Regions from separate parts of the Podarcis muralis genome. Here region 2 is linked to region 1. A link is a contact called in public Hi-C data. All regions are on one chromosome and are shown on one strand. The core of a region is the stretch at or near the end of the contact, and the rest is flanking DNA. Distances in the headings are between cores, read along the strand shown. Region 1 holds the start of TRIM37 (tripartite motif containing 37). Region 2 holds the start of RAD51C (RAD51 paralog C).

Region 1 (3,248 bases), core at 33-2,532:
GGAGTCCTAGCCCCCATATTAACCTCTTAACTCCTGTCGCCACCCGCTCCACTAACCCCTGATAATAAAGAAGCCAGGAAGCTTAGCTCCAAACTAACTAACACATACATACACTTTAGGAAGGCATAGGAAAGGAGACCAAAGAAGGGACTCTGGAGTTCTGACCCCCCCCCCCCCGCAAAAAAACCCTCCAGTGACCAAGAGCAGGAAGGAAATCCCAGGAATCCTGATTCCAATTTAACACATACATAGAGCAAGAAGATATGGGGATGGAAACCAAGGAAGGGACTCAGGCCTCCTGTCCCAGGCCCTGCCCTCTGAACTAATAATAATAATAATTTTATTATTTATAGCCCGCCCATCTGGCTGGGCTTCTGCAGCCACTTCCGGCGGCTTCCTCTACTACTATTCCCTCTACAAACCCATGATAGCGAAGAACCCAGGAGTCCTGGCTGCAAAATTACACTCACAGATATACATATACACAAGCACCCCTTAGGAGAGGAGACCCAAGGAAGGGACCCAGGAGTCCTGCCCCCACCCCCGCCTAGTATTGCTGCCCCTTTCACTAATATGTGATAAGAGAAGAACCCAGGAGTCCTGGCTGCAAAACAACACACATACACACACACACTCCAGGAAGGGACCCAGGAGTCCTGCCCAGCCTAGCGTTCATCCCTCCCAACCCGAGCGGGGAGGAGGACCCAGGAGTCCCGGCTCCACTAAGCCCACCGACCCACTTTCTGAGGGAGATGCGAGAGGGCGAGGGGTTTTTAAGGCCCCTCCATCCCCTCAGCAGGTGGATCCCCCGCCTGTTTATTTTATATTTTTTTACCTCAACACTTTGCTCGTCCATGACTCAAACAGCGTCTCCCCCTCAAGCGAGCGGAGGGGTGGGAGGGAAAGGAAGCGAGAGAGGCCTCCGGCGCCGTCACCTGAGGGAAAAGAAAAATATTATATTATATGTATGAATGAATGTATGTATTAATAAAACACACTGCAATGTGGAGGGAGGGGGTGGCCGGTTTTTAGGCACCTCACGCCGCAACCGCCCGGTGACCAGCCATTTTCCTCTCAGGCGAAATAGGAGGGGCGAAGCCGGGGGGCAAGTGGTGGGAGAATAAATAACAGGAATAACAAGGCAAATAACACGGGAGTCGTTAACGGCGCCTCCTCCTCCTCCCGCCTTGCGGCTGAAGGGGGAGAGCCGACGAGGCTCCTTCTGCCTCACTGCGCATGCGCCGCCATGCTCCCCTCAGAAAGGCCGGAGCGCCGGAGCAGAGCGAGCGAGGCAGCCGGCAGCCGCGCATGCGCCTATCTCTTCCCCGCCCTCCAAGGGAAATGGCTTGGGCTCGCCGGTGCTTTTCTCTCTCCCTTGGGCGAGAGGGAGGGAGGGCCCCGCGGCACATGCGCAGTACGGGCTCTCTGGCTCCGGAGGCTGCCGCATTCAGTGGAGGGGGATGAGCGCGGGTTTGTTTGGATGGCGGAAAAATAAGGCGCAGCCTTATAAATCCCTCCAGGGTGAACCGGGGAGAGGATTTTGGCTGAAACGCTGGGGAGCTGCTGCCAGTCAGTGTAGGCAGTACTGAGCTAGATCATGGATCAGTGATTGATTTCCTGTGTTTCCAAATAAGCTCAGCAGAGGTAGGTTAGCGTAGCATCCATAGCTAAACCTTACACTGCCACTTTTATTTTTTGGGGGGGAGGAAATAACTCCAAAAACCTCTCCATTTTCACCGACCAAAATGAAAGCTTGTGAGCAAGATTTTGAGTATGCCAGAACTCTTTATTTTTATCAGGGTTGCATGGATGTGGCCAAGGGGGGCAGAGGAGGGCAGCTGCACCCCCCTAAATCCAAGTAAATAAATAACTGAGGTTCTGCCCCCCCCACAACATAAATCCTGGCTACACCCATGCAAGCTATTTATTTATAAAAATATTTTATAGACCACCATATCATAAAATATCGGCAGTGTACAATATTAAAACTTAAAGTAGTTTATAAGCATATAAAAATATTATCATCAAGGTCTCTGGCTAACCAAAAATAAAAATTAAATAGCTACAAAGGCCCACCTACTATTATAGATGCCTGAAGGTCAAAAGCTTGAGGCCAGTCTTAACACTGGGGACTGAAAAAAATGGCAATTAAGCCAGGAATGAGGCACCTGCGGCTCTCCAGATCTTGGACTTGAACTCCCATCAGCCCCAGAGGTCAGGAATGATGGGAATTGTAGTCCAAAATATGGGGGACACCAAGTTGGGGAAGGTTTCATTGGATCCTAGCAAAGCTGGTGCTAAGAGTTCAGCTCCTTGGCCAGCTAGTGCCACAGTAATTAATAGAGCAGCTTATGTTCTGCAAGCCTATTAGAATGTATATCCTGTTTGTGGTAGTGGTTAGACCAGTGCTTCCCAAACTTGGGTCTCCAGCTGTTTTTGGACTACAGCTCCCATCATCCCTAGCTAGCAGGACCAGTGGTCAGAGATGATGGGAATTGTAGTCCAAAAACAGCTGGAGACCCAAGTCTGGGAAACCCTGGGTTATATTATTGGACTAGGACCTAGGAGGCAAGGGGTCAAATCCCCACTTGGCCATTAAGCTCAGGGTGTGTGATCCTGGGCCAATCACCACCACCTCTTGGCCTAACCAAGGGTTCTTGTAGGGATTAAATGAGGCAGGGAAAACCATGTATTCCACCTTCAGCTCCTTAGCTAAATGCAATTAAAAATAATATATACACAAGTCTTAGTTTCTGGTATTTATGCTACTTTTTTAAAAAGAAGTCACTCGCTATAACCCTAACAGCCACACATTTTAATCTGTTCCCCCCCTGCATTCATTACAGCAAAACTCTGATCGCCAAGTCAGTACTGTATTTGTGATCAACGTTGCTCCGGTTTTCCTGTCTACGAATGCTGACACAGTTTACATAACCCTGTACATGTAGTTTAGCAGCTCCACTGCCACCCGCTTCGCTGGGCACCACTCAATGAAGGGGTTAGCACACTGCGGCTTGCAGTTTATGCCACAAAGAAACTGCTTATACAGTGAGGGGAAAACAGGCCAGCTGACCAAGCAGATTCTGCTTATTATCCTATTATTTCCTCAGAGAAAACCTATTTCCCCAGCACATTAGGAGTACTAATACTTACTCAGCTGTATATTACTTTTAAATTAAGTGGGACTTCACTTCTGTGCCAGAATGAATAGGACTAAACTGCACGTAATTTATGGGGAAGGGGTCCCA
Region 2 (3,697 bases), core at 957-3,456, 170 kb before region 1:
GGAGCGCGTTCCTTTCGTGGGATCCAACGTGCATGCGCCCGCCTGCGCGAGGGCGCTCAGAAATGTTTATGCACCCAGAACTAGCAATGAAGGTTGCACGAAAATGCGCGTGAGATTTGTGCACAAAATGAGAGATTGCTGGAGTTGTGTGAGAGAGACACACACTCTCATACATCCAAATTGGGTTACAGCAATGATTGCATGGCTGTGTTATAATATTCATGCATCGTTTTGTGCGCAAGATTGCATGCGCTCAAGTGGTTTACAAGTAGAAGACTGCAGGAGTTGTAAGATTTATGCATTCTACTTATGCTACATTGCATTCCTGTGTGCAACATTCATTACCCTGTAACATTTATGCACCCTGACTGGTTTATAATAAAGATTGCATGACTGCGCGAAGGGGGTGGTATTCATGCACTGTGTGAGTGGTTAATATTTATGCACCCTGAGTGGGTTGGAATATAAGATTGCACAGCTGTGGTGTGCAATATTCATGAAGTGTGCAGATGGGTGGGATATTTATGTACCTTAACTAAGTTACAGTAAATGGTGGAAGTAATTTCACTTTGTATGATCATTAAATTCAGTGTGTGTTATATTATTCCATCTGTGTGTCTCTGTAATATTTATGCATTCTATTGGGTTACAATTAAAAAATGCCCAACGTGTGTGCAGCTAGAGGCCCAGGTCTAAATTTTTGCACCTATTTCGGTGCTTTGGATTAAATTTTAGGAAGTGGACAGGTGAAAGGACGTCTTCCAATAGTTATTTAGGATAGGTAAAGGAAGCATTCAGGTTCAGGAGCAGTCTACCACTCAATACCCTCCAGAGTCATCAGTTTGACTGACTCCTTATTGGAAACAGGAAACTAAACTAGGTGGCTGCTTAATCTAGCAGCAGGGATCTTCTTTTCCAGAAAGAAGCCAATAAGAAGTCAAATAAGATTACCCTGGGAGGGGATCCAGTCCTCTAAGATATTATTAATACCCCAACCTCAGAATCCTGTACGTATTCTCAAATGCATCACATCATTTGGTGATTGCAGAGGAATTTCAGGCAAAAAAAAGCACAGGGTTAAAAATAAGAGAACACGGTATTGCAGAGATAATTCAGGGGGCCAAGAGTAGATCCAATTAAATAAATCGAGGTCTAAATAGACATGACTACAGTCTCAATATGTGCAGGGAACAGCCAAACCAGGAAACTGTGTATCTGAAGCCTATATGGGTCTTAAGTACCGTAAGTCCCATTGAGCTCAGTGGGGCCTATTGCCATGTACTGTAAATAGGCACAGCATTGCCACTGTGCAGCACAATCCTATACTCAAGATCCTTTGAATTAAATGGGGTTTATGCCCATGTAATTGAGGAAAGGGTAGAAATCCTAGATGTGTCTCTTCAGAAGCCCCATTGAATTTAATGGGATTTTCTCCTTACAAGTGTGCACTGGGGTGCGTTTCCCCTCAGGAGTAGCATCCAGTGTATTTGATGGGATTTACGGCAGTGTATTTGGGCAAAAGACTGAAATCCTATGTGTTTCTCAGAAGCCCCGTTGAATTAAATGGGATTTACTCCTGTCTGCAGGTAACTGGGCCACAATGGGCCATTGAAATAAATAGGATTTACTGCCATGTTAAGTGGGCACACGGTTGCATGAATTAAATGGGATTTACTCCTACGTTAGTGGGCATCAGGGTTGCAGCTCCATGTTTGCCTCCTCAGAAGTAAACCCTACTGAATCAAGTGAGATTTACTGCCTTTTAAGACGGCGTGGGGTTGCAATCCTATGAATTAAGTGGCTATGTAAGTAGGCGTCAGAGTTGCAGCTTCATCTTTGTCTCCTCAGAAGTAAGTCCCACTGAATTAAATGAGATTTACTGCCTTTTTAAGATGGTGCGGGGTGGTAAACCACACTATGACTTAAATGGGATTTACTCCCAATGCAAGCGGGCGCCAGGGTAGCGACCCCATGTTTGTCTCCTCAGCAGTAACCCCCATTGAATCAAATGGGATTTCCTGCCCAGGGTTGCGACTGTATTATACACGGCTCCCCAGGAGCTAGCCCCATTGACTTCAATGGGATATATAATACTGTACTGCCAAAAGTCAGTAAGGGAGCGGGGCTGCAACCCTCTGCCGGTCTCCTTTCCTCAGAAGCTACTACTGTATTTCTTCTTCCCCTGTGGGAGGAGAAAAATGCCGCTCCAAAAAGGGGGCCGGGCTGAGAGGAATGGAGGACCGCCTTCTCCTCCTCCTCCTCCATCATGGAGCCGAGGGACGTGGGCAGCTTCCCTTTGCCGCCGAGTCTCCGGGAGAAGTTAGTGGCTGCCGGCTTCCAGACAGCCCAAGAAGTGGTCGAGGTCGGGCCCTGTCAGCTCAGCAAAGGTACCGACGAAGAGGCGGCGGCGGCGAAGAAAACGCCGTAGCTGAGGAGAAAGACGTTTTCCCGCGCAAACGCTTCCCGCCAATTTTTTAATTTCCCCCTCAGCCAGCCTTGTCTCGGTTTAGGTGCCAGGCGCCCTCTCCTCAGGTTTTGGTGTCCTCGGGTGTCTTCCCGTGTAAAAGTTGGGGTGTCTAGGCGACGTTTCGACGAGGTCTCACTCGTCATCTTCAGGCTGGTGCTTTCGGCTTCTTGTTACTGGAACAGAGCAGGATCTCAGTGTTTGAGTTCCTATAAATACTGTTGAGGAGGTGTGGCCTCTAATGTTCTTGGGCAGAGAGGAAGTTCCCAGGCTAGTGTGCCTTTTCTTCTTTTGTTTCTTAATTACTTGAGGGATATCTTGAGTGATTTCTTGAGTTGTATCCTGAGTACCACTTATATATATATATATATATATCTTGGGGCCCCACTCTCTTGGGTCCCCCAAAAAATTTAAAGGAAAAAAGTGGATGTACATTTCCAAAATATAAGATAAAAAACCTGCCCCCCATTTTATTCATGTTGGCACCCCTGTTCTGTGAAAAAACCCTATGATGGTGAGCAAGCAGACAGGAAGACAACTTGCCCACCATCACTTATTCTTCACAGAAATATTATTCTAGGGTGTTGGGTGAATTCTGCATTACTGCCAGTGTGCCTTGTAGGTGCCCTCTGTGAATTGGGGCCTACGATATAATAATAATAATAATAATAATAATAATAATAATAATAATAATAATAATAATAATACCTGCCCTTCACCATGAGGTTGCAGGGCAGGTCACAACAATGTAAAATACAGCGTTTTGTGTTGTGTAGGCTCCTATGATGTACATATTTTGTTATGTGCAAATGGCTTTAGATACCTATTAGGTCCATAAATTACCATACAGCATATCTTCGAAACAAAAAACAGCAGCGATTTGTTGTTGACAAAGGACAGCTGGACATATAAAGGGCCCCATTACCTTCAGCAGCTTAGGGCCTCATGAAACCTAAATCCGGCCCTGTTCCTCCTCCTAATAAAAAACGATAACATGATAATATATCCCAGCCTGAGTCATAGTTGAGAGTAGGCCTATTGGAACCAGCTGTTTGATGTCCGCCTTGAATCGTAATGGAGAGTAGACCTATTGAAATCAATTGCTTCCAATCCACCCACCTTAACGTCGCAACTGTAAGGAGTAGAGACATGGACCCCGATATTTGATATCCGCCTTTAGTTATAATTAATATTAGACCCGTTGACATCAATGGTTGGATATCCAGTGTTAGT

What was found. Hi-C and Micro-C count contacts between places; a contact is called where the count stands out from the background.
Region 2: a contact with region 1 is called in a Hi-C map of blood, with 4 times the contacts expected there. The contact joins the promoter of RAD51C here to the promoter of TRIM37 in region 1. A contact is called at or near these places in 2 of 3 Hi-C or Micro-C datasets (blood and tail).

Annotation. Positions count from the first base shown.
Region 1 is chr15:41,312,578-41,315,825 of rPodMur119.hap1.1, reverse strand. TRIM37 (tripartite motif containing 37) reads right to left here and starts at 1,282. Exons shown (of 26, transcript XR_003703842.2): 1 at 1,037-1,282; 2 at 836-935.
Region 2 is chr15:41,486,886-41,490,582 of rPodMur119.hap1.1, reverse strand. RAD51C (RAD51 paralog C) reads left to right here and starts at 2,206. Exons shown (of 8, transcript XM_028708904.2): 1 at 2,206-2,387. The coding sequence starts at 2,267. It overlaps TEX14 (testis expressed 14, intercellular bridge forming factor), which reads right to left and starts at 118. Exons shown (of 28, transcript XM_028708894.2): 1 at 1-118.